Regions from separate parts of the Mus musculus genome. Here all the other regions are linked to region 1. A link is a contact called in public HiChIP or PLAC-seq and promoter capture Hi-C data. All regions are on one chromosome and are shown on one strand. The core of a region is the stretch at or near the end of the contact, and the rest is flanking DNA. Distances in the headings are between cores, read along the strand shown. Region 1 holds the start of Hspb8 (heat shock protein 8). Region 2 overlaps Rfc5 (replication factor C (activator 1) 5). Region 3 holds the start of Wsb2 (WD repeat and SOCS box-containing 2). Region 4 holds the start of Vsig10 (V-set and immunoglobulin domain containing 10). Region 5 holds the start of Pebp1 (phosphatidylethanolamine binding protein 1). Region 6 holds the start of Taok3 (TAO kinase 3). Region 7 overlaps Gm42011 (a long non-coding RNA gene).

What was found. Promoter capture Hi-C pulls out the DNA fragments that hold promoters and counts their contacts. HiChIP or PLAC-seq counts read pairs in DNA pulled down with a chosen protein or histone mark.
Region 2: a promoter capture Hi-C map of liver shows a contact between it and region 1, with 2.9 times the contacts expected there. The contact joins the enhancer-like site here to the promoter of Hspb8 in region 1. A contact is called at or near these places in 4 of 39 promoter capture datasets (hippocampal neurons, liver and stem cell-derived epiblast-like cells), 1 of 115 datasets of contacts at active chromatin or transcription factors (large pre-B cells) and 1 of 9 other capture datasets (embryonic stem cells).
Region 3: a promoter capture Hi-C map of liver shows a contact between it and region 1. The contact joins the promoter of Wsb2 here to the promoter of Hspb8 in region 1. A contact is called at or near these places in 1 of 39 promoter capture datasets (liver), 1 of 484 Hi-C or Micro-C datasets (reprogramming fibroblasts), 2 of 115 datasets of contacts at active chromatin or transcription factors (embryonic stem cells and large pre-B cells) and 1 of 9 other capture datasets (embryonic stem cells).
Region 4: a promoter capture Hi-C map of trophoblast stem cells shows a contact between it and region 1, with 4 times the contacts expected there. The contact joins the promoter of Vsig10 here to the promoter of Hspb8 in region 1. A contact is called at or near these places in 7 of 39 promoter capture datasets (the 3T3-L1 cell line, the SN4741 cell line, cranial neural crest and 4 more).
Region 5: a promoter capture Hi-C map of liver shows a contact between it and region 1, with 3 times the contacts expected there. The contact joins the promoter of Pebp1 here to the promoter of Hspb8 in region 1. A contact is called at or near these places in 5 of 39 promoter capture datasets (the 3T3-L1 cell line, cranial neural crest, liver and 1 more) and 1 of 115 datasets of contacts at active chromatin or transcription factors (large pre-B cells).
Region 6: an H3K4me3 HiChIP or PLAC-seq map of embryonic stem cells shows a contact between it and region 1, with 3 times the contacts expected there. The contact joins the promoter of Taok3 here to the promoter of Hspb8 in region 1. A contact is called at or near these places in 1 of 39 promoter capture datasets (hippocampal neurons), 1 of 15 datasets of contacts at CTCF or cohesin (large pre-B cells), 1 of 484 Hi-C or Micro-C datasets (liver) and 7 of 115 datasets of contacts at active chromatin or transcription factors (astrocytes, a beta-TC-6 cell line, embryonic stem cells and 2 more).
Region 7: a contact with region 1 is called in an H3K4me3 HiChIP or PLAC-seq map of forebrain, with 4 times the contacts expected there. The contact joins the enhancer-like site here to the promoter of Hspb8 in region 1. A contact is called at or near these places in 4 of 39 promoter capture datasets (the 3T3-L1 cell line, hippocampal neurons and trophoblast stem cells) and 5 of 115 datasets of contacts at active chromatin or transcription factors (astrocytes, embryonic basal ganglia, embryonic stem cells and 2 more).

Annotation. Positions count from the first base shown.
Region 1 is chr5:116,421,085-116,425,069 of GRCm38.p6, forward strand. Hspb8 (heat shock protein 8) reads right to left here and starts at 1,780. Exons shown (of 3, transcript NM_030704.3): 1 at 1,029-1,780. The coding sequence starts at 1,395. It overlaps Gm42009 (a long non-coding RNA gene), which reads left to right and starts at 1,909. Exons shown (of 2, transcript XR_878709.3): 1 at 1,909-2,337.
Region 2 is chr5:117,378,383-117,382,367 of GRCm38.p6, forward strand. It overlaps Rfc5 (replication factor C (activator 1) 5), which reads right to left. Exons shown (of 11, transcript NM_028128.1): 8 at 3,954-3,985; 9 at 3,454-3,531; 10 at 2,385-2,439; 11 at 763-1,524. The coding sequence ends at 1,428. Wsb2 (WD repeat and SOCS box-containing 2) reads left to right here. Exons shown (of 9, transcript NM_021539.5): 9 at 1-207. Among named protein-coding and RNA genes, the nearest start is that of Rfc5, 8.6 kb to the right of the region's middle. Within about 2 kb of position 1,994, at least 22 of the 459 cell types and tissues checked have an H3K27ac peak or open chromatin away from gene starts, as enhancers often do. A contact at or near this core is called in liver, where this site is marked.
Region 3 is chr5:117,355,047-117,359,031 of GRCm38.p6, forward strand. Wsb2 (WD repeat and SOCS box-containing 2) reads left to right here and starts at 2,259. Exons shown (of 9, transcript NM_021539.5): 1 at 2,259-2,427. The coding sequence starts at 2,415. Gm42012 (a long non-coding RNA gene) reads right to left here and starts at 1,814. Exons shown (of 2, transcript XR_878716.2): 1 at 1,581-1,814; 2 at 444-727.
Region 4 is chr5:117,317,126-117,321,110 of GRCm38.p6, forward strand. Vsig10 (V-set and immunoglobulin domain containing 10) reads left to right here and starts at 2,141. Exons shown (of 10, transcript NM_001033311.3): 1 at 2,141-2,378. The coding sequence starts at 2,318.
Region 5 is chr5:117,285,392-117,289,376 of GRCm38.p6, forward strand. Pebp1 (phosphatidylethanolamine binding protein 1) reads right to left here and starts at 2,173. Exons shown (of 4, transcript NM_018858.2): 1 at 2,018-2,173; 2 at 744-853; 3 at 330-430. The coding sequence starts at 2,152.
Region 6 is chr5:117,118,490-117,122,474 of GRCm38.p6, forward strand. It overlaps Taok3 (TAO kinase 3), which reads left to right and starts at 1,640. Exons shown (of 21, transcript NM_001199685.1): 1 at 1,640-1,850.
Region 7 is chr5:117,085,816-117,089,800 of GRCm38.p6, forward strand. Gm42011 (a long non-coding RNA gene) reads left to right here. Exons shown (of 3, transcript XR_878715.2): 2 at 1,035-1,154; 3 at 1,608-1,713. Among named protein-coding and RNA genes, the nearest start is that of Gm42011, 12 kb to the left of the region's middle. Within about 2 kb of position 2,061, at least 18 of the 459 cell types and tissues checked have an H3K27ac peak or open chromatin away from gene starts, as enhancers often do. A contact at or near this core is called in forebrain and hippocampal neurons, where this site is marked.

The DNA of each region.
Region 1 (3,985 bases), core at 530-3,029:
TCCCCTGTGTATGTGTTCTTTCTCCCAGAGTGCAATGGGGTAAGGAAAGCCCTGGGCCTAGTGCTGCTGGGACCAGGCCTAGGCTCTGCTCTGGCCTTTCTGCTGACTCACTGTATGTCCTGGAACTAGGCCTCCTCAGCTGCAAGAAGGGGAGTAGACAGCCATGGGGTGAAGGGCCAGAGGAAATATATATATACATATATATATATATATATATATATATATATATATATATATATATATATATGTATGTATATATATATATATATTACATATATATTACACACACATATATATTACATATAACACACACACACACACACACACACACACACACATATATATATATATATATATATATATATATATCCTTCCTGGGTTTGAACCCTTTGCTACCTTGAACAAATACAAATTATGCTAATCCTCTATGTTCCTCCGTTTCCTAAAGTACAAAAGGGAGATGTGGACACACAAACCCTGTCCTCTGGTTGTATGGTTGTACTAACACAAGTGCTATGTGATGCTGAAGTCGTGGTTCAGCATATCGCCTGGCAGACAGCTCTTCGCCGAGGATAGGAGCCATACTGCAGACATTACCATCCAACTTTAGTCTCCTTGTCTAGTGATCGCACGGCGAGTCAGTGTGCTAACCCCTCTCCCCATGTCTCCAGAAGTCCTAGGTGCATCCATTTATTCTTTATATTAAATTATCTATTTCAAAATGTCTAGCCTGGCTTCTGCCAGCTCTCGGGTGGGGCACAGGGTCCTGAGGACCCCAGCTACTACGTCATATCCAAACTCATTCTGTTGCCCACTGAGAAACACTTGTCTCTGAAGGTAACATTGTGGGTTGCATTCTTGAGCCCTGAGATCACCTGTGCCATGTGGTCTGTCACAGGTCCCTTCTACTGAAGTTCTTTCTGGGCTGAACCTGTGATGGCGCACATGCGAGCACACAACACACACACACACTCACTCATACACACACACTCACACACACAAGCAGGACCCTGCCCGCCCCGACTCACCTGAAACTTCCACGTATCCATCCTTGGTCTTTACCATCAGCTCTTCCGGCTTGAAGCTGTGCACGTTGACACACACTTTCCAAGGCTCCCCAGGGAAGGGTGGGGGACTCCTGCCCTCAGCGGGCACTCCAAACCTAGCTGTGGCTGGAGGCCCTCGGGGTACCATGCCAGACCTTAGGGTTCCAGGCCAGGCAGAGGAGAGCCGAGGCAAAGCCCACTCTGGCCAAGGGGCTGTCAAGTCGTCTGGAAAAGGGTCCATGCCAAAGCCATCGTCCAGAAGGCGGGAGGAGAGCGGTGAGTCCCGAAAGGGGTCTCGGCGCAGGCGGCTTGGGTAGGAGCACGGGAAAGGCAATTGCCCGTCAGCCATGATGTTGGTCGAACTTAGAGGGGGAAACAGAGGCTCAGAGAGACAGAGCCACCTACCCAAAGGTCACACAGCAAGGTGATGTGGCTTGAGATGGCTTTCAGAATTTAGTTCTCCACTTCAGAAAATGCTGATCTTCCTTCAGCCACGAGCCCAACCATCCGCTGGCTGCCCAGAATTGAGCTGGGGTCCTGGCTTACAAAGGTGACCCCCTCCCTAAGCGGGCCCAGCAGAATCCCAGAGGGCCTCTCTCTCTCGCTTGGCTATCAGTAAGCCACCGGCTGCCTTCCTCCCAGGCTGCCCCGGCTCCCAGCCAAAGCCTGCTGAGGTCTTGAGCACAGCCAGGAGTTTAATAAAGCTCGGGGACTCGCGAGCCTAGAAACTTCTCCTGGCTTCTGGGCTGGGAGCCTTCTATTTATTTGCTGCTGGGGGCTGGGGGCGGGTTTTGCAAGCGCCTCCTGTCACAGGAGTATTCAAAGGTGATGAACCAGTCCCTGAGAATCCGCTGAGAGAACAACTGGGCTCTGGGAGCGGGTGGGGAGCTGGGAGGGGCCGTGGCGTCCGGGTCCAGCCAGCCTCTCAGGCACTCTCTCCTCCTCCTCCTGCTCCGCTCCGCCCCCGCCCTCCCTCTGCCTCCAGCAGCGTCCACTCCATCCACCCGTGCCCCGCAGGGCACTAAAGCCAGACTATTAATAACCCTCCGCCTGGCTGAGGGCTCAGGTCACACTCTGGAAATACCATCTTCAGTGCATGTTCTGTCTTGCCTCCTACTCTAGGGACTCGCAGAAGAGAGACAGCCCCTCATTGGATCAAGAAGTACAAGGAATCCCCACTTACAGTATGGCCCAAGTCTTACAGCCTCAGACTTCTGAGAACGAAATTTTAAAAAACGGCAGTTTAAGTTATGAAAAGAGGGACGTTGTCAGTCAGAGTCTATTGGGATAGGTAGGTCTTGGGGTGAGAAAACAGATCGGGTTCAACTCCCAGCACAGCCTGAGCCACTGAGGATTTACAGCCTGGAGGCAGAATGGGGGCCAATGGATGGGAAATGACCAGGGGGGAATCCAGGGACCAGAGGGAATTCTGGATAAACTGATCTAACTGGAGTCCTCTATATCTACAGACTGGGGTGGCCAGCTCTCGCTTTGAAAACCACTGATCAAGCATGGGAAGAGGTGATCAGGGGGTGATGGAATTATAGGGATTGTGTCTAAACTGACTTGTTCTTGTTAAAACTGGGTGAAGAGAATGCACCCCTGGGCCTCCAAGGAGGAGTCTGCCTGCAGTTTGGTCAAGGGAAGAGTTTCTATCAGAGGCAATATAACTCCAAGGCATGTCTGAGCTGCCTGTTTTCCACCTGTGGAATGGGGCAGGAGAGGAACCTGCTCTGGGACGTGTCGTCAGGAATGCGTGACATCATAGACTTCGGAGAGGAGTCTGTGCTTTTAAGTTTTCAACTTTCAACTTATCGGTTGCATAATGTTTGCTCATAAGTGCTTCATAAACAGGTGGTGGAACCCTCCTCTTCCGCGCACTGAGAGCTACAAGCTCCAGGACTGTATGACTGTCCCATTCGGCAGGAGAGTTAATGGTCATAAGTCATCAGAAAACTTTTTTTTTTTTCATTGACTGCCTTATACATTCTGGAAAGAATTTCAGCACAGAGCTAGCTGCACCTCTAATCCTCCTCCTTCTGTAAAATCATTTGTCGCCATGGGTTCATAAATAAAAACATGACACAGTGGGGTGAAGCTTGAACATCTGCCTAGTCCCAAATGCTATCCATTTCAGCGAACCCCTGTACACAGAACAGCCGTGCCCTGGAACCCCCTTTATGAACCCTGTACATACATAGAACCACTCCACACACACACCAAATCTGTGATGGGATGCAAACTAGGAAAAAAAAATATGTTTCTAATATCTTTCATGACTTATGTGTCCTTTGCCTACATTCTATCCTTCCTCATTACCTAATATGTCCCTCTCGTTATTCTTTTAAATGTTACTATGTTGTCCTACTATGCTATTCCTCACAGAGGAAATCCTAATCTGTAGTGTGCACGCATGTGTGTGTGTGTATAAGTGGGTTTATGTAAGCAGATAAAGAGACTTTTTTATTTCCTTATTCTTTACTCTCAAATAACATCTCAGTAGTCTACCTAGACTGGCCTTGACCTCACTCTCAGCTTAGGCTGGCCTTGAACTTGTAAGTTTCCTGCTTCAGCCTCCTGTGCAGGCTGGACTACAGACCAGCACCATGCTGGGGTTATATCTTTATTTCAAATAATAACAAGTATCTAGATGCACTGGTCTCCAGGTGGGATATTTTGAAAGCCCAGATCCAGGGAGAACCATTTCTAGAAACCTCTGCTCCTCCATCCTGCTAGGAAAATGAATTTAGGAATCTTTTAACCTACAGGTGTCTTGGGTTTGAGGTTCCAATCTTCAACAGCTGGGAGCTTGGGACTTGTCATTTTCCCTTTGAGAGTCTTGGGGTCCCAGCTCTGTTTTCTTTATGGGGTGAGCATGTTGGGGAATTTGAATCCCAGGTTGAGAAGACATTTTGGTAGAAAGCCGTCCTCTTACGAGG
Region 2 (3,985 bases), core at 744-3,243, 960 kb after region 1:
CAAGACGCCTCACACAAAATCTGCCTTAGAAAGTTAATATATTTTAAATTATTTTAAAAGAAACTCAACATCTTATTCTTTGGCCTTTCTTAATTGATGCTTTATGGAGGCAGTGTTAACATTGTACAGTGTATGCATAGAGGAGTCTCCTCTATTTGAAGAACAATGCAAAATGAGGCTTTCATTGAAGGGAGAAAAGAGAAAAAAAGAAAAAAAAAACCTGTCTCTGTTCTTTTTTTCTCTCTCTCATTAAGAAGCAAAACAAAACGTTTAAACCAAACATAAAAGGAGTGCAGTAGCTGGGCAGTGATGGCGCACGCCTTTAATCCCAGCACTTGGGAGGCAGAGGCAGGCGGATTTCTGGGTTTGAGGCCAGCCTGGTCTACAGAGTGAGTTCCAGGACAACCAGGGCTACAGAGAAACCCTGTCTCAGGGGAAAAATTTTTTTTAAAATGGAAAGCAGGACACTGGTGGCAACTCTTCCACATGGCTGGGATGCTGCCTTCACTCAGCTTGAAACTTGGGAGCAAGCTCTCCATGGACAAGAAAGTCAGTTTCTCCCTTTGACAGCACACACTGAAAGCACCTCCCTGAGATGCATTTTACCCATGGTGCACCGGGTGCCCTCCAGTGCCCCTCATCCGGCCCAAGGGAAGTCTGGTCCCAAGGTAACAACAGTCTGAAGGCCTAGAAGGAATAGTCTCTAAGGAGTTCCCTGTGACACAGTGTGACACAGACATGCAGGTAGACAGCCCAGCACGGTTAAACTCTGAACACACGCTTTATTCTTCCTGTGAAGGACTTGGTAAAAACACAGCCCAGCAGTGCGGCAGGAACGTCTGCAGTGCCCCATTCCCCCCAACAAGTGAGGTGTGCAGTCTGAAGGCAAACTGTTGTAGTTTCTTTCCTATTTTCACAATAGAATTTGGAACCTGCTGGCAAGCCTTCTAAAAGTGGGAAAGGCCACTGCATTGTTCCTGAGACAGAGTCTGTCTCACTAGGCTGACCTGCAGCTGCCTGGCAATTCTGCCTCAGCCTCCTGGGTCCTGAGGTTATAGGCATGTCAGCACTTTGGGCAAAAGACTGATTTTGAAATTTTGTAATAAAATATTTGATTAGAAACCTACTAGCACCCATTTAGAGTTGGAAGACAGGACGCAACTCAGCTGCAGCCAATTTGTCATCCCAGTGACTGATAGTAAAGACTTTGAAGCAGCCCTCACCACGGGACAGGGTAGTTTCCCCTATAAAGACAAGCAGTGTCGATCATTATGGATTAAAGTTGCCCTGTCCATCCCTGCTCCAAACAGCCACAGAGAGCAGTACCTAAATGCCTGCAGAGAGACTTCTGTGACTGGGTTTATCCAGTGGCCCAGGGCAGCATGTCCTCTGTCCTCCAGTCACCCAGGGGCCAGGCCTCAGAGCTTCTAGGCCTCTGCAACTATCAGGTCTCTGGTGACTTGAAAAGCGGCGATGAGGGAGCTCAGCTGTATCTTCTCACTGGTGCCAACAGAAAGTCTGTACCTGGGAATAACAAACCCAAGTTGAGTATAAAGCACCCAGGCCCTGCCTATAAGGGTGAGAATGTGGGAGCTGCTATGGCCTGCCATGGAGGCACTGGAGCGGACAGACCCACCCTGGTTAGCACTGCCGTCTGTGTCCTCCAACGTTCTTCTCCCCAACATTCTCTTGGTTGAAGCTGCCGAGGCCGGATTAGAAACCCAGCACCAGCAGGTTCTGAGTTGCACTCGGCCCTCTACAGACAGACAGGGCAGGGTGCACAGGATGGAGGCTTAGGAACTGCTACAAGGAACTCTGCAGATTCCCCTCGGCTGTGGCACTGCAGCAGAGAGCTGCAGGTTCACTGAAGGGCAGTAAAGCAGGACACCAGCAGCTCATCTTGTCACTTGTCACTCCCAACACAGTGATAGGAAATGACCTACTTTGCCTGCATGAGCAAGTGACAGCCTATTGGAGCTTGTGATACTAGTATTTGGTTGGAGCCCAGTGTGCTGTCCACTTAATGACAGCTGCCAGAATCGCTGGGGAGTAATGACAGTGTTTACTGAGCTGGGCAAAGTGAAAAATTGAGTCTGTTTGTTTTTCTCCACTGGGCTCCTGTATGTCACATTGCCTTAATAAGTGGAGTAGCTGGCCATCTCCAGACGACCTGCATGCCCGGTGTGAGGAGAGCCAGGAGCTCAGCTCAGGCAGGGACCGCTCTGCGCTCATCATCCTCACACAGCCTGCTCCACAGTGCAGTTGGCACTACCCCACTACTTGTGTGAATGGCACACAAGCTGAAACTAAAGAGCTTACAACAGGAGAGGGGACAGCCAAAGAAGAGGGGACAGCCAAAGAACTGAAACTGGGAACACACTCACTCGATGTCTGCCATTTTGGTCAATAAGTGTATCCGAACTGAAGATGGAAAGTCAACTGAGGGAAAAACAGAATCAAATGAGTGAGATTACCTTGCGGGCGGGCGGGCCGCACACACACACACACATACACACACATACACACACACACACACACACACACACACACACACACGACTTCTGACAAGCCCAAGCATCCCTCAGACCCATGCATACAGATCATGAGACGGATGAGCTGATCGTGGTGTGGGCGCCACTGCTCTTTATCACACACGTGCTGGGGGCAGCTCAGGAAGTGTTCCATCTCCTATGCCACCAATAAAGACCCCACAAACATACATGGCCCCATCCCCAGTGGTCATAGAACATGAATAAGTCAGCATTGTCCACAGTGGGTGACAGCTATACACTAACCAGAAAGCTCATGTTACCCAGTTTTGAGGACAAACTTAAGCAACAGATTCCACACAGGCTCACAGTACTGGGGACCTGAGAGCCTCTCCATTTGGAGGTGGCGGCTGGGAGACAAAAGCTTCCGAAGGCTGGCATCCCCTCCCCACTCTGAATCATCTCGGGTGATTCTCAGGTTCTGCCTATGCTGAGACTGAGCCCTGAAATGAAGCAGGAAGCAGGAACTTAAAGGCAGCTTCCTGGAGACTGTCGAGTTTGCAGGAACACATCTTTTCCCCTTTGTGGGATGCATCTTAGAATGTGACTTAGAGGCTGGAGTCTGCTGAATGTCTAGGATGCATCAGTCCTGGGTACGGACCCCAGAAATAAGCTCAGTGGAGACAGCCCAGTGGTAGACCACATGTCTCCCATGCGCAAGGCCCTGGGTTCAATCCCTGGTGTGGGAAGCTTGTAATGAGAATGAAATGTACAGTACAGCCTCCACGGGCTCATTTCCACTAACCCTATCAGTTACAGATATTACAAAGATTTTGGACAGAGCCATTCAGAACTGCTCAAGATTAAGGGTCAGTCACTGTCTTCCCGTTTCTGCTCTGAGGCAAAGATGTCACACTCTGTAGCTATCCCAAAGCTGTGCCTCCTCCCGGCTCCACATAGTTACCTCTGTGTACAAACAAGTGAACCTCTGTCAGGATGTCATGCAGCGCCAAGCCCTTCAGAGTCTTCAGCTCCATGATGTCTGGGGAGGAGCAGCTAAGGGGAGGGGAAGCATTCCAGAACCTGCTGCAGGGAGGCTTCCACACCAGCCCCTAGTGGCGACCTGGCAGTTGGGCTCTTCATCCCAGGACAGTAGCAGCAGGCCCCATTCTAACTCGCCCCATGTGATCCTCAACATGCTTTTCTAAAAGGGATAGCCCCGCCTTGGCAGAGCAGACAGCTCAGAGGGTAACACAGCCGCCTGTAGCTTCTCATCTCACTGCACAACAAGGCAGTGAGTCCGCTTAGACTGTGAACGGGGAAGCTCCGGACAGCCATTGAGGAGGAGAAGGGCACTCTGCCTGGGGATGACACCTGTCACCTGGGAGGTATAGGTGCTGGCTGCAGCCTGGGCTTCTGGCCACCCTGAGCCCTAAACCTAGCAGCAGTTGCCCAAAAGGATACTTTTGTAGGCAGTGGTGAAGTCCTGATTGAGC
Region 3 (3,985 bases), core at 1,009-3,508, 930 kb after region 1:
AAAGAGTGGGGGTTCAGACTCATGCCTGTAATCCCTGCACTTGGGAAGCTGAGGCAGGACTGTGTGGGATTGACTGAGTGCAGCCCAGGCTACAGAAAGAGACCTTGTCTAAAGAAACATCAGCGCTAACTAGCTAGCTAGCCAGCCAGGTGACTCAACCTGTAAAGGTATTTATTTCCAAGCCTAAATTCAATCTCTGGAACCCACATGGTAGGTGAGAACATATTCCCACAAGTTGTGCCCTGGTGTCCACATACATGCCACGGGATCTCTCAACTAGCTGCGCTCGCGCGCGCACACACACACACACACACACAAACAGAAGATACGTAAACGGGCATTTAAAGAGCCATTTGGAAGAAAAGAGCTGTAAAGGTGGTTTTCTTTTGTCCCCGTTACCACTTGACTTGTGCACGCTGAATGCCTAAGTACAGTAAAGGACGTAGCTCACCAATAGAGTGTTTATTTAACTATGCATGGGTTCAGTCTCCAGTGCCTTAAAATAGAAACAAACCAAACCATTAAAAATGAGACCCTAAAGACAGCAGGAAATGGCATTTGGGAAATGAAGCACAGGAAGGAGGAGCTGGAGGGATGGATGGCTCGGTGATAGCGCTGGCAGCTCTGCAGAGGACTGAGCTCAATTTCCATTGCCCACAGGACCGCTCACATCATTTGTCCATCAGTTCCAGGGAATCCCATGTCCTCTTCTGTTTTCTTTGGAGACCTGGAAAGTATGTGCAGGCAAAACCACCCCTCCCACACAAGTATGCACACATGTATACACACACACACACACATGTACACACACACCCCTAGTGGTGACATACTAGGGACAATACCGTTGGCCTCCACAATATATTCACAAAGAACACTGATGAGAAAATGGTAGAGATGGGGGAAACATGACACGTTAAAAAGAACTGGGAAATAGTGGAAAGTTAAGTCTGGAGAATAGAATTGGGATCTAAGGCGATCAGGAAGGACATCAGAAATAAAACGGGAACCCCGGGGCTGAGTAAGGGTGAGGAACAAGCCATTAAAAAAAAATGCCTTTAGATATCGAGTGTGTTAAGGGAGGCTGTTAAGTAAGAATGAAGAACGAGAAAGGGGACAGGGAGGTAGAAAACGTGTGTGTGTGTGTGTGTGTGTGTGTGTCCTCAAAACAGACAACTGATAAACCGCGGGTATCTTCTAGGAGACCTGAGAACTGGGTCATGAATAGTGTGCCTGGACTAAACGCTAAGTGGAAGAGAGACGCATACAAAGCAAGAATGTAGAAGCAAGGTTCCTACCGTTCCAGCTCAAAAAACATGGGAGAGCAGACTTAAACCCATCACTTTTCCTTCCCTGGCTCCACATTACAAAGAGATCTATGACTCAAAAGGGAAGGAAATGGGGACATTGAACTTGGAGAAAAAAAAGTCCAGGCTGGAAACAGGAAAAGGGACTGGAGCGACCTTGAGTGTGGGTGGTGGGTGGGGTGGTGACAGGACACTACCAGGGGATTACAGAGCCCATGAGAAAGTCCAAAGCCAAGGAACAACTACAGGAACTACTTAAAACCCCTTTTCTCCTACCCTGGCTCCAAGTTAAATCCACCCGACACAAACAGGACCAGGACCCGAGGCACTAGCATCTGAGGACACGAAGAGGGAAATCTCGGGGTGTGTGGGGGTTAACCTTGACCTCCTCTCCCCTTAGTTCCTCCCCCTTGGCTTTCCCAGCATCCCTCCCGCTGGGGCCGTTGTCAAGGCCAGCATTTCAGCTCCCGCTGGGATCCCCAGTTCCCTGCCCCCCAGCCAGCATCATGACCCGGGCAGCTTCCCTGAGCCTCGAGCGAGCGAGCAGTCCCTTAGGTTTCTCCACGACACCCCCAGCCCTTGCCCGCCCCACCCCCATCTCTACTCGCTCCAATTTTAGGTTTCCACTTTGGATGCTCTCGGAGACCCCCAACCCCATCCTGCCCGGGGCTCCCCTGCCCCCTTCTCTGTCTGCTCTGCCCAGTGTTCCCCCCCACCTCGGGTCCCCTTAGCCCCGCTTCCTCCGGGCTCCGCGTCCCTTTAGTCCGGCGTTCCCTCCCCCCCCCCGCTCCCCGCCCCCCGCCTCCCGCCTCCGTCCCCACAGCTCGGCGTCCCCCTCGAAGCTCCGCGTCCCGCGCCCGCCGCCCACTCCGCCTCCGCCCCCGCATCCCCAGCGTTTCCCCTGCGAGCTCTCCGCCCCGGCCCCGGCCCCGCCCCCGCCGGCCGCCATGTGACGGGAAGCAGCTGATGGCCTCTGCGGGCGGCAGCGGCGGCGGCATTGGCGGCGGTGGTGGCGGCGGCGGGCGCGGCCGCGGCGGGGCGGGCGCGGAATGAAGGCCCACGGCCCTGGGGGCTGAGGCGCCCGCCGCCTGGGGCGGGCCGCGCGTCCTCATGGAGGCCGGAGGTGAGTGCGGCCGCGGCGGGGCGGCGACCGAGGCGGGGAGGGCAGCTTTGTTTCACTTTCGCTGTCAGCTGCGGCAGCCGGCCTCCTGCCACCGCGGGGACCGGCCGCCGTCCCTGAGCGAGCCCACTGGACTGGGATGGCTCCAGAGTCCCCGGGTCGCCTGCGCCATGGCCGGGCTTCTGGCCTCAGCGCCCATCGCGGCTCGGTAGTAGCTGCGGCCGCTGGGTGGGTGCCTGGGAACGGGGTGGGGCCCCGGACACTGCCCCGGGGTGACACGTAGGTCCCGACACCCTAGTGGGTGAGGTCCACAGCTGTCACCACGAAAGCTCAAAGTGAGAGCACGGGATGAACTTGCTGGCCGCCTGGAAAAGCGCAGAGATGCTAGGGATGGCTAGACCTGCAGCCCCTCGGGGCTTCTCCCTGGAGGGCTCTTGTCCCAGCGTCCTGATCACGGAATAGTAGCGTGGGTTGGGGACCTGGGGGAGGGGGCTGTCGCCACACTCCAGGGTCCCCAAATACCGGAGCTGAAAGACAGATTCCGTAGGGGGATTTTAAGAGTCAAGGCCTAGGGCTCAGACTTGTTCCGGTGAAGTTGAAGCTTCACCCAGGTCTGGAGGACTCGGATGCACCAGAGGGCTGGCAGGGCCGGATGGGGTTGTTGGAAAGGCAGGTGTTCCCTGGGGTGGTGTCCCCTTTGCATTTAGGAAATGACATTTCTTTGTTTGCAGGAGCCAGGCTTTCAGGGAAAGGTGTCGCGGCAGCTCCTCTCCCGGGTTTCCATCTAGATTAAAACCTTTCAGTATCTTCCCTATAGAATTCTGTTTAAATGGCCCCTACTGTTTTCTTCTGTGACTCTTTTTATAGCTTCCGTTTTCGTTTCCATTGATGCCTCAAAGTTGTATCTCAAAGCAATCTGTGACCAGACCACCTCCCCCCCCCCACACACACACTTTTTTTTTAAACCGGAATCTTTTCCAGTGCAGAGTTTTTCCCTAGTGATTGACGTCTGTGTGGTAGGCGGTGGGCAGAGCTGTTGGGAGCTACCAAGCTACTGTTAAAAAGGCCAGACACTAGGCCAGAGTTTTACTCTCTTTTCAAACTGAATAATGTCTATTGTAAAAGGATTACAGTAGAAAACAGTAGAACGGTGGTTACAATTAATTTATTCATTCAACAAATATTTATTATCTGGTATGTGCCGGGCACCCTCTGGGTCCTTGCTGGCCCAGAGTAATATAATAGCAATATGTAATTTAAACGTAGACACATTAAAAAAAGGCAACAGTTGAAATTAAAAAGGATAACGTATCTAAAATATTTCAAGTTTAATTTATGCCATGAAACAAAAATTATAGGAATGTTTTGGAGACGGAAGAATTTTTCTGTGTGGGCGTTTTAACTGCCAGTTTGTCTGCACCACGTGCTGCGTGCAGTGCCTGAGGGGGCCAGAAGAGGGCGTCGGAGCCTTTGTACCAAGTTACAAAGAGTTGTGAGCCTCCAGGTGGTTCTGGGGATGGAACAGCAAAGCGGCTCCTATGCAGCTGTAACAGCTGAGCCA
Region 4 (3,985 bases), core at 891-3,390, 900 kb after region 1:
GACATCAGAGTCACGGAACCCCACCACCATCACCGCCATCTCTGCTCTGTGAAGACTCTCTCTGTGCCTTGCTCTGTTTTGTCTGGGCTACTTTTCTCTTTTTCTGCCTTCTGTGTGATTTTTTTTTCCCCTCTGCCTTTTAATTCACTGATTGGTGGAAAAAACAAACCAGACAAGATTAGCCATGTTTAATAGCCTAGGCAGATATGTATCTGCCCCACAGCTCGTACTTAAAAAACCCTTTATTCTGTTTTTACTTATGTACATGAGTGTGTTCCTACACCCATGCACATGAAGGTGCCCTGGGAGAACAGAAGTGTGTGCTGGATCCCCTGGAGCTGGAGCGACTGGCAGTTGGGAGCTGCCTGTGGGGGCTGGCAACAAACTTACAGTCTCTGCAAGAGCACTGAGCACTCTCAGTAGCCAAGTCATCTTTCCAGCCCCCCACAGTTCAAGTCCATATTTGATTATGGGATTTAGGGGCCTGGCTCAAATGAGAGATTTCTACGACAATGCTCAGTGTCTATGAAAAGGTTTGCTTAGTTTGGAGTAAGCCAAAGTACTCCATCCTTACAGCAACCTCCCGTGGTAGTCTCTTACTGATGACCTGCCTTACCATGGGAAGCCCCATTTGCTCAGCCAGTCTTCCTGGTACTTCCCAGGGCATTGGTGTTTCCAAACGGGTGGTTTCCTCTGTGTGATGCTCAAACGTACAGACCTATGTCCCCTTGGCCTTAGTGGTCCTGGAAAATGTGACAACATTGGAATATGGTCACAGATGTGGACCTGGGGTTGGATTAAGCAGAATCTAGTCCTGGTTTTCCCTATAACAAACTCATCTTGGCAACTCCAGCTGAGTAAAAAGGGACTGAATGGTGTCTCTGGTCTAAGGGTTGCAGGAACTCTGTGGTTAACTCAGCAAGTGCCCTGGGCCTGCTCCATGAAATTTCCCTCTCTGTGCACCATCAAGGTTCCAGAACATTCCAGAGTCTTAGCCACGATGCTTTCTACGATCAGCTTGTTGACTTAGGACTAGAAAGTTGGTCTGGAGCGCTCAAGTATCATCAAAACCAACTAACTTAAGATAGCCAGAGTGGCATGGTTGTACCTCTGATCCCAGCATGTGGAAAGTTGAGGCAGGAGGACTGCCTCAAAGGTAGAAGACTGAGTCAAATGCTGTGTCAAACTACCATGCACATTCATTTATTTAATATAGCCTAGGTGACAACTAGGTGCGTGGCCCTAAGGAGGCAGGGCTCGATCCGAATAAACTCCCTCGTGTTTATGGAATCAAGGCAGTTCTCTCTAGGAAACCTTACCTTAGGACAGTGAGGTTTTCTGTGATTTCTTTTTTTTTTTTTTTTTTTTTTTCCAATTTCCATTTTAGCCTTTTCTCCATATTTTACTTTGGTTTGGCGGTGCTGGAGATAGAATCCAGGGCTGGGCTCAGGCGCTATACCCCTGAATGTCATCCTTAGCCGTCCCAATATTTTATAAACTCACAAAAAGACTCGGAGAACTTGAGCCGAGGGACGCCCACCTCCCAGAGCCCACAGTGAAGATTCCACAGCGATGACTACATCCTTGTTTTGAACACGAAGTTTTCTCTCTGAGCCCTTTCAAGGGCAGATCCTCCCGAGGGCCCAGCTGTGGCGGTGTCCACCAGGACACAGAATCGGGATGCCAGAAAGCTGAGCCCGGAAATGTGGCGCTCCGGGGCTCTGCCAGGATGGGGGTTGGGGAGACCAAGAGGGTCTGCTGTGGGAGCACCTGAAAACGAAACTCGCTCTTCTCGTGTGGTCTCGACCCAAGTTCATTCGAGAACCCGAGTCTCGTGGTTGCTTTTGGCCGGACGGTCGCGGGATCATCTTTCCCTGGGCTCTGAGCGATGGCGGCGCTGTGGCCCGCCCCTGCACCGGAGAACCCAGATGACAAGCGCGATAGAGCCGCAGGGCTGGGACGTAGCCGGGTGCCCGGCAGCCCGCGCTCAGTGCAAGGCCGGGGAGTGCGTCCCGCAGCGGCGGGCCAGCGCTCACGGCCGCTACCTCCCAGGCCCCGCGGGACTGAGATCGTCGCACAAGGCCCTCCTCCCGGTCAAGGTGGAGGAAGTTGCCGGAGAGGCGGGAGGGGGCCAGCGGCTGTTGTTTTCCGCCAGTCGGGCGGGCTGGGCGCAGGGGCGGGGCGCGTGCCCCAGAGGCGATCGTCGGGGTTCGGCGGGAGCATCCTAGCCGGGGAGCCCCTCGCCGCTGGCCGGGGAGTCCTAGGAGCCCCGTGCACCCCGAGCTGCGCGCTTTCCCAGGAGTAGATCTCTGGAGCCATGGCCGGACTCCGCGTCCTGCTGTGCCTCGGGGCGCTGCTGGCCCGCCAGGGCTCCGCAGGTAAGGGACTTGCCACCCCCAACCCGGGGACCCTAAAGCCCCCGCAATAAACGTGCGGCAGGACCCACCGAGGGGCACGTGGAGGGGAAAGCGATCCCCCACCCCTTCCCTTTTCGTTGTTAACTCCGTGTTCTGGCTTTGCCCGCCGCATCGGCGCACCTCGCTGTAAGCTTCCATTTGTGTCCATCTCACTGTCTCCCCGCTTCCCAGATTGACCCGGCCTTACACCTGTAAATTACGGAGTTGCTTCCTTACGCCCTCCCGGAGTGAGTTTACCTGAGCCGACCCGTGCGTTCCAAGCCGCGCCTTTTTCCTCTTCCATTCCTTTTCTCTTCTCCTCTTACTTTTTCTTTTGAAGTCATTTCAGACTTGACCAAAGATTACCCCCCCCACCCCCGCCCCCCCCCGCTACGAGATATAGGTGGCGAATGGTCTTATTGTAGCTCATCTACCTAGCGTTGTTGCAGAAAAGTACCGCGCGAGGGGGTTTGGGTTGGGGGGTGGGAAGAGGCGCGCGCGCGCGCGTGCGGGGGGGGGAGTGTGCTTAGCAAAACATATAGATTAGAAAAGGATGTTTGAGTTTAACTCGCTCGCGAATTCCTACAGTGTAGGAACATTTCGATATGGGGTTGGGGTGGGGGAAAACAAACCCAGGAGGTGTGGGTAATTTCCAAACCCACCCCACCCACCTGCTAGCCTTGTACGTTTAGGAAGTAAGCTTTTCAGTCATCTCTGAGCTCCCTGGCAGCAAGGGGCAATAGTTCTTAACTATTATGCGCTTCGAATTCACTTAGCTATTTTGCTTTTATAACTTGTTTACGTGTAAAAATCAGTACCATTTCCCGTAACCTAGGTTTGCTTGACTATGTGGGAGGAAAACATTTGAAAGTTTGACAACACAGGCTGTCCCACTAGAGACTGGGCCGTGGCCTGTGTTATGTGGGACATGTGACCCCAAATTTGTTCCACTTTTTTCTTGCTGTGTTATCCCCCCGGTCTTTTTGGGCCATGGATTTTAAAAATTTCTTGCTGATGATGCACGTGTCCCAGGCAGTCCTCGGCTCTTAGCCACACCACCAACTCCAGTCAAAGAATGGTACCTGACCGCCTTGCTTGGCATTCGACTTAGTGACCCTTCTGTTGTAAGCCATTGGTTGGGAGTTAAGGGGTCACTTTCGGTCTTCTTCCCCTGTGTTCTCAGTTTGCTGGAGCCTGAATGAGCTTGAGTATAAGTAAGAGAGTGCTAGATGAACTTGCTTTTAGAGTGTTGGAAAGCTCCCTCCAGAAGTCCTGGTTCCTTGCTTGAGTCATAGTCTCACACTGTCACCCCAGCTTCCCTGCTGCTGGGGCTCTAAGCCTGAGCCACCAGCCCTGACTTTCTGTTCAGTCATTTTGAGGCCCAGATCTCCAGGTCTGCTTTCCCTGTGTGCTAGGTGCCCAGGGGCATTGCTGGACATTCATATGTCACTCTCATTTTTCAAGTGGAAAGGTGGGACAGGTGTCTTTTCTTCTGACTCAACTACATTGTCATCCGTGCTTCAGCTTGTCACCTGGTTGTGTGCTCCGGGCTGTGCTTGGGGGGAGTTACTGGGAAGAGATTCCTGTCT
Region 5 (3,985 bases), core at 923-3,422, 860 kb after region 1:
ACACTTGCCAGCCTGGCGACAGAGACCTTGTCTAGTATGAGGCCCTGGCTTTGATATTTCAAATCCACCACAAATCATTTACAGACCTAGCTCTCTCCGAGTCCCAGAAGTGGTTCTACAGAGGGCCTACCCAATCAGAACCAAAGTTCTGGCACCCACATCCTACAGGCTGACTGTCCCAGAAAAGACTTGCCTGAGGGGAAAAACAAGCAGGATTCTGCCGTCCTTACAGTAAGGCTTGGAAAGAACCCAGTGGTAGCCACCCCCGCCCTGCCTCATTCTCCCCCCCATCCCCCCCCCCCACACACACACACACAGCCTTTACTTACCTGTGCCACTGGGAGGCCCGGAGCCCACATAATCTGAGAGGACAGTGCCACTGCTAATGTCATTACCCTTCATGTTGACCACCAGGAAGTGGTGCCACTCCCTGCGGAGACAGAACACGAGGGGCTGTGAGCACCAGACACCTAGGACATTCTCAAGCTGGGCAATAACAGGCAGATGATACACTGGGAAGCCACAAGCAAGCATGAGGGCCTCACACCAAGAGACCCTGTTCCGGGGGGAGGGGGGCTGAGGTTGTGGCTCAGGGGGTCTCAGCCTGTGCTGCACGAGGCCCAGGACTTTCTCCCCACCACTACAAAATGACTGTAACCCCAGGAGGTCCACGCATCCCTGTCCAGCAGGGACTTCCGTGTCCGGATGATAGATAGCCTCTCCCCATCTTTTCCCCAACTGGCCTGAATTTGGGATCCTTCCTGCTGGGAGCATCGGGGTCTGTGAGGACCAGGGTGTAGAGTTTCCCAGGATCAAGGCCGTCCCATGAAATGCTGCTGGGCCTGTTCATAACCTGTAGGAAGGAACCAGTGTGGGGGTAAAAATCTAGAAATGCTCTCAAAACTCAACACTCTGCCACCTTATATTCCCAAAAGGTAAAACATGAGGGTTATTATTTTTATTCCTTTCTTTTACTACCGAGACAAAAAAAAAAATAGTTTATAGCAGTTTCACCCATGCAGATTAGTGGTAATTCCTAAGTATGGCCGCTACTAAAAGCCTGAAGCTTGGAGCTGGAGAGAATGCTGGGTTCCAAGAACTCTTGCAAAGGGTAGACATTTCCTGGCACTCCTGTGGGGGGGGGGTGGGGGGGTGCAACTCCAGCTCCAGGGGACCTGATGCCTCTTCTGACCTCCACAGCTCCCTGCTCTCTCACACACACAGCCACACACTCGCACATAATTAAAAACACAAAACCAATCTTAAAGAGCCAGGAGTCTAAAAAAAAATTTTAATTAAACAAAACAAAACCAGATGTGGTGCACGCCTTTAATCCCAGCACTGGAGAGGCAGAAGCAGGCAGATCTCTGTGAGTTCAAGGCCCGCCAGGGCCACAACTGAGTGAGACCCTACATGTAACACACACACCAAGCCAGCCTCGACAAACACTTGCCCACGTTATTAACAGAAAGTGGTGAGACAAGGAAGTCCGACGGTGGCAACGGGTCCTCCTCCACAACCTCACTGAGGGTCCCGAGCTACCTAACGCCTTTAAATATGGTGGCCAACGGTCCGCTTGGGGCCAGCTGAGGAGTAATCCGCCCTCGGAAAACGAGAGCGGCCAAGGACACGTACAAAGTTTGGGACAAGGGAGACCGGCCAGGGCTCCGAATGGAAACCTTCCAAGTCACCATCTCAAACCCTGCGCTCTAAATATATAAAGAGAACGGTTAGACCCAGTTTCTCTGAGCTTGGAACCGCTCTTGAGCGTCAGCATCCCACCCCCACCGCCACCCCCAGGAGCAACACAGGTTAATGAGAAAGCGCTGGCCCCGGAATCATTAATAAAGTGCGGGCTGCTCCCTGAGGAGGTGATTGCAAGCTCGGGACATTAGAAGGTTACAGAAGAGGCTTTCGGCTGTCGGGTGACGCTCCCGTCCGGTATACAAAGGCTGAGCTCGAGGCCTGCTCCGCCCCGCTGTCCCCCGGTCTCCCCGGCGGCGGGCCCACACCGTACCTGGGTGGGCGTTAGCACTTTGCCCAGCTCGTCCACCGTCACCCCGGCGTAGTCGACCCGCAGGGCGTGCTGGGGCGGCTCGTCCACCTCCTGCAAGCACAAGGGCCCGGCCCACTGGCTGATGTCGGCGGCCATGGCGATGGAGAGTTGGAAGGCACGCGCACGCCGAGTCCCGAGCGCTGTTAACGTAAAGCGCTTGCGCAGTTGACTGCCGCCCCGGGACCAACCGCAGGTCGGGTCACGCCCCTTCGCTCTCTGATTGGCTGAGCCGGAGCTGGGCGGTCCGAGCGCCAGGGTCACTGCGAAACTTCGCGGGTTGTGCCTGCAGGCCAGTGCGTGCATGGCTGTGGTGCAGATTAATGTTGCGGCTTCTCCTTTGCATTTGAAGGACTCTCTGCCCCATTTCGCAGTTCCCGGAGATAAGGCCATGCTTTCTCCCTAGCACTTCTTCAAACGAGCCAGGTTTCTTCCCTGCGTTATCTTTTGTTGTTGTTTTAAAAGTTCTTTAAATGCCAACGAAATTCAACCTCCCGGGAATCAATCAGTGTGTTGGTTGGGCTTAACCGCGGAGTGCAGGTGACTCCATAGCAGCAGTTCTGCAAGTTCTGCACAGATGATGGCCTTCCATCGCCGCCTAAATGCCCACACCGGAAACTCTCATCATTTAACCTTCCAAATGTTGTGCCTGTAAATTTGGGCAGAATTGCACGCACATGGTTGAGAGGAATGGCTGGATCTTGGTTGAGGCTTCAATGACAACTCTGCCTCCTAAGAGTGAATGTTGATAGACTACAAGCCCCATCTTCACGGTGCCTTCAAGTAGCAACTGCTGAGATCCTGAAGGGCTGGAACAAGACCTTTTACAGACAGTGTGACTTTACAAGACAAAGTGGAATTCAGGTTGCCAGTCGTTAGCTTCAGAATGTGGGTATCTCCTGGGGGGTTCCCAGATCATCCTAGGGGTCCTGAAAGAGATATTGAAAGTGTGATTGACAGGACCAGACTGAGGGTAAGCAAAGCTGGACCGGCCATCGCCAACTTTGCAGTTAGATACCAGCAGCCTCCCAAGACTGGAAGTAGTCAGAAATGTATGAAACTAGGTTTTTACAGTGTGGTAGCTAATAGAATACTCTACCCTTCAGGGACGATATGATCCCGGATTTGTTTGTTTGCTGGTTTGGGGTGTTGTTGTTATTGTTATTGTTGAGACAGGGTTTCTCTGTAGGCTTGGCTGTCCTGGAATTCGCTCTGTTGACCAGGCTGGTCTCCAACTCAGAGCTCTGTCTGCCTCTGCATCCTGAGTGCAGGGGTTAAAGACCTGTGCCACCACACCCAGCTCTCACTGATTTTTTTCACTTATTTATTAATTATATGTGGGGGGTTGGGGGAAGATACTGGACATGCCTGCAACAGGTCCAAGTATAGAGGTCAGAGAAAAAATGTGAGAGTCCACGTCTCCTTCTGTTGTACCACGTGGTGCCAGGGATGGACCTCAGGACTCTTGTAAGCTCCAGGAAACCCACTCAGATCTACATCTCATGGATCAAATGGACTCCATCCAGAAAGTACCCCTGTCAATCAATAGCCGAAGTTCCCCACCTGTTGAGTATTCTAAAGGGTGGGATTCCTCCCCAGGTCCCTAATTTTGGGATTCCCCTCCCCTAGCCACCAAGAACATGGGCCTAAGTGTTTCAAACTTCGAACCTCTATAACTTTGTTTTCCCAGGTATTTGTTACAGGGTTGAGAATCTGACTAAAACAAAAATACTGGGGGCTGCTGAGATGGCTCAGCAGGTAAGAGCACTGATTGCTCTTCTAAAGGTCCTGAGTTCAACCGCCCATGATGAGATCTGACGACCTCTTCTGGTGCATCTGAAGACAACTACAGCGTACTTATGTATAATAATAAATAAATTTTAAAAAAAAAACAAAACTCGGGGCTGGAGAGATGGCTCAGCGTTTAAGAGC
Region 6 (3,985 bases), core at 390-2,889, 700 kb after region 1:
CTGACTTTTAGCTCAACCAAATTTTATCATTGTTTGTAAAACCTTCAAAATCAAGTTTCACCCCTTAAAATTCTCCACCACTTCTCCCAAATAGTATATTCAGTCAGACTACCCAGATGAAGTTTGATATGCAATGTTTAGGATGTAAATTTTGCTGGGGAAATACCAGAGAGAGAGCGAGTGAGCGATCAGTTTTTTGACATGTTTGAATCTCTAGGATCAATATCCAGTACTTTAAAAAAAAAAAAAAAAGGCCAGCGTGTTGGGACCCACCTTTCATTGCAGCCAGAGGCAGGGGAAGGCAGATCCCTATGAGCCCAAGGCCAACCTGTCCACACTGAGAGTTCTAGGCCAGTAAGCCATCCTAGGTGAGACCCAATCTCAGATAAATAGAAACTAAATATTTTTTTGTAGTAGAGCGTTGACCAGGAGTTGAGTGTCCACGTCTGATAAGGCTTAGGGTGAAAATGTGTCCCTGCAGAAAAACTGCTTTGAGCTTCCACCATCAACTGAAAACAACACAGCTATTTCCACACAAAAAACATGAGACAGGTCCTGGTGCACTTTAACCTCTGGCAGGCACTATGTTTCCGCGTGGCTTAGGATGGAGCCAGGCAGGTTATTGCAGGTTGCACTTGGGGGGTCAAAGCTCAATCAACCTTCCGCCTTTGGTTCATTAAAGCCCGTGGCCCTGAAAGATTTAGTTAGATACGCTTGCTGGAATTTTGCCAAAGCCAACGGGGTCCCCCTACCCCAACTCCTCCATTAACTGTGGTAATCAAAACTCACAAAATGTGTATTTCTTTTTTCACTTTTCTTTCTTTCTTTCCTCTCTTTTCTTTTCGTCCTTCCTTTCTTTCTTTCTTTCTTTCTTTCCTCTTTTTCCTTCCTTTCTTTCTTTCTTTCTTTCTTTCTTTCTTTCTTTCTTTCTTCTTTCTTCCTTTCTTTCTTTCTTAGCTTCTGAGAAAAGATCTAGCTAGATACCCCAGGCTGGGTTCAAACTTGAGGCGATCTTCCAGCTTCTGCCTACAGAGTACTGGTATTCACATCGCACTCATTTTAAAATGTGCCCAGACCCTGGTAAGTAAGCATTTAGCTGGGTCCACAGATTTTTTCCCCCTCTCTCCAGCAGTAAACGTAGGGTCACTGAACGCAAAGCAAGAAAACGCATTCCCCTTCCTGAGAGCTGGAAAATAATTTACAAGCCCCAGGAGGAAAGCATCCCTTAAGGATGGCCAGGAGCTGTGAAAGGTCCAGAGAAAGATCCGACTGGCCCCACGATCTTATCCACGGTGGTCCGACAAGACAAGACAAGGCGTGGGGAAAGAGAGCCAAGAACTTTGACCCTGGCGCAGCACAAACAGAGCTGACCGCGCCCGAAGGGGCCATAGCTAACCCAAGTTAAGAGAGCTTCCGCGTTTGGGAAAGCCCCGCCCACCTGGACCCGCCCACCACCAGCTCCGCCAATCCCCTGGATCCATCGACCGCTCGGACTTCCCAGGCAAGGTCAATCGAGCGCCTATATACGGCCTGGACCCCGAGAGCGGCGATCAGGGAAGGTCAGTAGAGAACCTATCAAAGCATGGCTGTGGGCGGAGTCGAGGGCGGGGTCGAGTGGGGGCGGGGCGCGCTCTGCGCAGTCGGGTGCGATTGGTCACCCCTGGCGGAGCCGCACCTCGGACAGCAGCAGCGGCGGCAGCTAGGGTCCTGCGTGGAGAGTGGGGCGCGACGGGGACTCGCGGGCGGAGGCTGCGCGTGGGGACCCAGCACGCGAAGACCCAGCACGAGAGCGACTCTGGGCACGAGTGAGAGGAGGCGGCGGCGCCGGGGCCGCGGGTGACAGCGCTGAGGTGAGAGCGCGGGCACCCGAGTGACATCCCGAGTCCTCGGCGCAGCGGCCGCGAGCATCCCGGGAGCGGAGTTGTTAGCGGTTCTGCCAGTGCGCCGGGGAGAGGGGGGGGGGGGACTGGGAAGGACCGGGACGGAGAGTGAGGAGCGGACCCCGAGAGGGATCGCGAAGAGTGAGAGGACCAGGATGGGGACAGGGGTGAGGAGTGAACTCTGAGAGGGACTGCGTGTGAGCGAGGGGACCCGGAGAGAGATGGGGACATCAGGATGAGGAGGGGACCGAGAAATACCGCGGGAGAGCAAGGGGACCCCAAGACAGGACAGGGCAATGGGATTAACGAGGCGACTTGAAGAGGGACTCTGGCCGTGGGATAAGCGAAAGAACCCCGGAGGGACTTGCGACGACGGAGTGAGTGAGCGAGGAGATCCGCCCCTGATGGGCCGGTGGGAAAAGCAGACGGGACCCAGGGAGGGACACTCAGAGGGATTGGGACTGCAGACTGAGCAGGTTGACTTGAGAGAACTCAGGCAGCGGGATGAAAGAAGGGGACCCTAGAGAGACCGAGACAGGAAAATAAGCAAAGGAGACTTTTGGGGAGGCGAGGGCAGTAGTTCTGAAACTATGCTCTTGCGATGAGTGTAAAGAGGACCTCAGGAAGGCTTAGGGCAGCCGAGTGAAGGGAGGGGTCCCCAAAAGGGTGTGGGCTGAGGGACCCAGAGTAGGGACAGACAGCACTGAGAGTCCAAGGAGAGCCGGTGAGTGAAGTACCAGAGAAGAGCTTGCGCAGCGTGAACATGGTTTTTCTGGCCTCACAGCCAGGCACCTAGGGAAAAACACCGGCAGCCTGAGCCCGGGTGGCATTGAGTGGGCACAGCAGCAATGCTGACACCTGGACGACACCGATGCTGCTCCACTGCAAAGAACCCGAGGTCTCCCCCTGAGGGTTGAGTTCCGGGATGCTGGAAGGGGGATCATGTGATGGGCCCGGGAGTGAAAGACATAGATCCTAAGGGCTGGCCAAGGGCTAGCTAGACGATTTGTAGAGATTAGACCAGCGTCTCACCTCTTTCTTCTAAACAGCAGGCTGGCTTCCCAACTCTTCCCTAAAGTTCGACCTCGAGGTTCCTTGATGACACATCTGGGGCAAAACTAGAGGGGTTTGCTCCCCATTCACCGGCCCCCAAGTAGTTGGAGGGAGGGATAATTTAGAAGAGCCTTGAATTAATTAGGATGTTAATTTTAATGCTCTTAAAGCACCGGATTGTGTTTGTTTGTTTGTTTCAGTTTAGGCTTTTTATTTCCGCTCCACAAAGAGTTAAGAAACTTTTTCCCATTTGGCAGCCCGGCTCTATCAGTGTTTACAATGCACACATAGGAGAACCAGAGCAGGTTTGTAGTTAGGGCTGTTTAACTTTGATGTGTTAGACACGGTTGGAAGGTCACCCTCAATCTTTCAAAACAGTTGCTGGGGCCAGTAAATGAATGGTGCTTTCTAGGCAAGCTGAAGGGCCAGACATGTGTATTCAAAGCAGACACTGTAGGTCTCTCTCAAGGCCCCAACAGAGCTGAGGCAAAAGAAGGGGGCAGGGGCAGGCTAGCCTTCTACTCTGATGCAAGTGAAAAGACCTTGACCCCAGTGCCAGCATATACTGACATGGCCCCAACCCCCTCTGGGTGCTCCCCCAATACACTTGTTTGATCATCAACTTTATACTTGAAGATTTTAAGGAATCATGACGGTTTTTTTTTTTCAGTTATTTTGGGGAGAGAGTGGCATTTACAAAACAATCAGCTTTCATTGTGACATTTTTATATATGGCTTGTATTTCCAATTTTTAAAATCCTTTTCTCTATCTCTAATGTCGTTTCCCCTCTGTTCCATCGCTGTTTGATTCATTTTAGAAACTTAAGAAATGATGATTTTAGGGAAATAATGGAGGATGTAACTAATATTCCATTTCTGTTGCTTTGATGACCCTTCTGTGTCACCTTTAGAGTGTGTGGCATTTGAAACGCTTAAACTGGGCATGATAGCAGGACTCAGGATGCTGAGACAGGATAATTTTGAGTTAGATGCTAGCCTGGGCTACAATGGTACCAAGCCAGCCTGGGCTCTGAGACTCTGTCTCAAAAAAC
Region 7 (3,985 bases), core at 811-3,310, 670 kb after region 1:
CTACTGTCACCCAGGCCGGCCTCGAACTCACAGAGACCCACCTGCTTCTGCCTCCAAGTGCTAGAATGAAAGGCGTGTGCCACCACTGCCGGGCTGATAGCTTTTATTTCGAATAGAAGAAAATAGTTATCTCAGAATGGTTTCACAAGATCAGAGATGACTAGGGCAAAGGTCCCTGTCCTGTTCTGGTGACAGCGAGGTTCTCCGGAGAAGCCTTTGGTGAAGACTCTGCTCCAATCACCATAGAAACAAGCAGCCCGTGATGAGATGTCACCATGGTCCCAAACCCCACTCTCCCCGTGGTAAATCAGCTCTGAGAACATGGCTGCCCTCGACGCTTATCTCCATTTGATAGAAGTCAGAAATAAGTAATAGAGTCGGGCATTCACTGCTAAAACCAGAAAATGCCCCCAGCATGTTGGTTGGAGGTCAACCAGTTGTGGGACAGTCACTGTGTTCAGCCTGAGGCAGGTGAACATGGGCGGAGAGCTCGGTCATCTGGACATCATGTGGCTTGAGCCGTGTGTTCACACACACCCTGAGCCAGCTGTGGGCTTAGCAAGCTGGGGCCCCACCAGCATCAAGTGGCACGCAGAGCCCTCTCCAAACAAAGCTACTGTGGTCACACTGACACAGGGCTCCCTAGCCACCCTTACTGACTCCCCTCCTGACCACAAACATCCTACAGTGTGCTGTTCAGGGCGAGCCTGGATTGGGGCGCATGCGCTGTAAGGCAGATTTGGCTTACACTTTTAAGGGAAACCTGCCCATTGAGCACCTTCTATTAGGTGAGCGCCTGGTGAAAAGCATGGCGCTTTTCACTTTTCACATTCGAATTCACAGCAGTTTTCTGTTGCTGCGATGAAACACATAAGCCAAAAGCAGCTTGAGGGGAAAGGGCTTCAGTTGGCTTACACAGTGTGATCACACACGGTCTGTCACTGAGGGAAGTCAAGGCAGGAACTGCAGTAAAGGCCATGGGAGATCGAGGCCTACTGGACACGGGTTTGCTCAGTCTTTCTTTTACCACCCAGGCCCACCTGCCCAGGGATGGCAACACCCACAGGGAGCTGGGCCCTCGTCGATCATTAATCCAGAAAACACCCCACAGACGGACGTGCCCAGAGACCAGCCTGACAGAGACATCTTCTCAGGTGATGTTTCTCTTCCCCAGATGACCCCGGCTTGTGTCGAGGTGACGTGAAACCCTAAGCAGCACCGTGAGGATGGGTGTGCACAGAGAAGAAAGGCTTACAGAAGCCAAACCTGTCAGTCAAAGGAGGAAAACACGAGCAGAACACAGGTGATAGATATGCCATCGCATACAGGGGCTTGCTAACCAGTGGCCGCTTCTGCCTGTGGCGTCCTGCTACATTGCTGAGTCCTGGGGACCCACAACACTGCTTTAAGCAGGCTTTGTCACCTACCCACTTTAACCCCTTGTCTACCTGGAGCGTTGGGAGAGGTTGCAGATAGATCAGGTCACTGCCGCCCTAGTGAGAAACAGATGACCCTTCCTGAGTCTCCTCTGAGAAACCAAGGAGTAAACCTTCCGGCTTGTAGTTATGCCCTTCTCTAGGAGTAAGGTGGCATTTGTTATTTTATAGGTTGGTATCTTTCGGAGGATCCCGCAACTCGAAGACAGAAAGGGGTTGAGATCTGACACCTGTGCCGTCTTTTTTCTTGCCCAGCGAGCTTCTTAAATAAACACATTTACATGGTCTTAGTAACCAGTTACTAGAAGGGGGGGGGGGAACCCTCTCTTCTGGACAGCATCCTAAAGCAGTTGCATTCCCGATGGCAATGATGTGTTCAGAGTGAGCGGTCCCTCGAGGCGTTTTCATTCCATCCAGCCCATGCTCAAAGAGCAGAAAGGTGCTTATCACCCTCGGCAATCCTGGAGCCTGGCTGGAGTCTAACACGGAGAGCAGGGGCTTCCCCGCTTCTGCCCCAAGACCGGCAGCCTATGCAGGGCACTGGGTGGAACTGAACAGAGTCTGAAGCAAGGCAGTAAGAACGGCTAAGTCCTTCCATTCTCCTGCAAGTGTCGCCACAGGAGGGCGGGCAAAGCAATCGGAGGCGATGACATCAGGGAGTATCAGGATGCCTGGCTCTCTGCACGGTTTTAGAAACCAGCTTCGTGATTCCTGGCCACCTCTTTCCTCCATGGAGATGATAAGGGCGGCAGAAAGAGGGTGGACCTGGCAACATTCCCCTCCAATGGCTCTCGTGTTGCCTGTTGCATAGAGTGTGACCTGAGAAGAATGGTGACTTCGCCATTCCTGCCTTCTCAGACTGTCTTCCTGAGGGGTGCTTCACGTGATCGATCAGGGAGCCTAGCCAGCAGGACTGTGACCTGAGCAAATGAGTGTCCCCCACTTGCTGCATTTGCTCTCAATATTGGTGTATCAGAGGTGAAAGCAGATTCAGAGCTCAGCTTGCCGGCTGGAGAGATGGCTCAGAGGGGAAAGTGCTTCCTGCAAAGCCAGAGCGTGAGGAGCCGACTCCCAGCACCTATGCAAAAAGCTGAGCGTAATCCCAGCACCGAGGGGACTGGGACAGGGGGTGGAGGGGGGGGGGAACAGGATCCCTGGAACCCGCTGGACAGCCAGTTTAGCCAAATCAGTGGGCTTCCAGGGTTTCGCTAGAGACTGGCAAAAATAAGGTAGGGGAGCCCACTGAGGAACACACCCAATGCTAGCCTCTGGCCTCCACACACGTGCATGTGTGCCCACATGGTTATCCATATGCAAGTATGCTCGTGTGCAATTGCATGTATGTGCGTGTGTGTGTGTGGGCATGCACACACACACACACACACACACACACACACCAACTAGCACTGGAAAGGGGGCCACTCCAGTCTCCATCTTCCAAACACCCAAGGGAAGAATACAATGAAGTATACAATCAACAGAAAAAACAATACTGGCTCCCCAAACACTGGAGCAATAAAGAACAAAATTCAGAGTAATTATTGGCTAAAACCTCACAGAGAGAGAAAGATCTCAGCTTGTCTCTGAAGACTGAAGAAGCCGAGATGCTCGTAAATTTTACTGGGAGCTTACACTGTGCACGAGAATACAGTAAAACCACATAGCTGGACTTACAGTAACAGAGCGAGGTCCACAGCTTCCTGCTTCTCTAGGAGGCTATTTAGATCCTTGGGTTTTGCTGCTGTTGAATCCCAGTTTAATTCCAGAAAGTTCACCTCCCCGACTTAAAAAAAAAAAAAAAGGCACACAAAACTTACCACCGCAAGAACAGAACTGCCTGCCTCAATCCTAGAACTCTCCATGTAAATAAATGGCTCTTTCAAAGTAACATTGATAGGATTTGCCACTGGGGGAGAGGGGGAAATGTCAGGGAGAGTAAGGAAGATAGTTAGTTCTGCCTTCTTTCACACTCTTAGAGAGCTCACACTACTATAGGAAATGTGTACAAAGTCTCCTTAGACTCTAATGAGACACTAGCACAAACCACAAATGGTAGTGCGTGCTTATAACTCTTTAGTTAACAAGGCAGTTTCATAATGACAGGAAGTGACCATCTTTGTGTGTGTGTGTGTGTGTGTGTCTATGTTAAGGTCAGAGGTCAAGGTGTGGTTCCTCCGTACTGGCCACGTTGTTTTCAAAGTTAATTGGCTATTGGAGAGTTGATACAAGTCATGGTGTACCAGCAGGTCAGAGGTCAGACCTCTCCCTCTACCACATGAGTCCTGGAGATCTAATTCAAGTAGCCAAGGATGTCAGCAAGCATTTTTGCCCACTGAGCCACCTCAATGGATCACCACCTTGTTTGGCTTTTGTTGTCTTAGGATAGTCTCACTGGGAACTAGCTACCAGGCTGGCCTCAAACTAAGAGACCCACCTGCCTCCTGGTGCTGAGGCTAAAGGTGTGTACCCAACCCACTGTGGCTTTTGAGGAAGGGTCTCTTGCTTGGTCTGGAACTGAGTAGGTAGGCTACATGGGCTGGCTGGCAAGC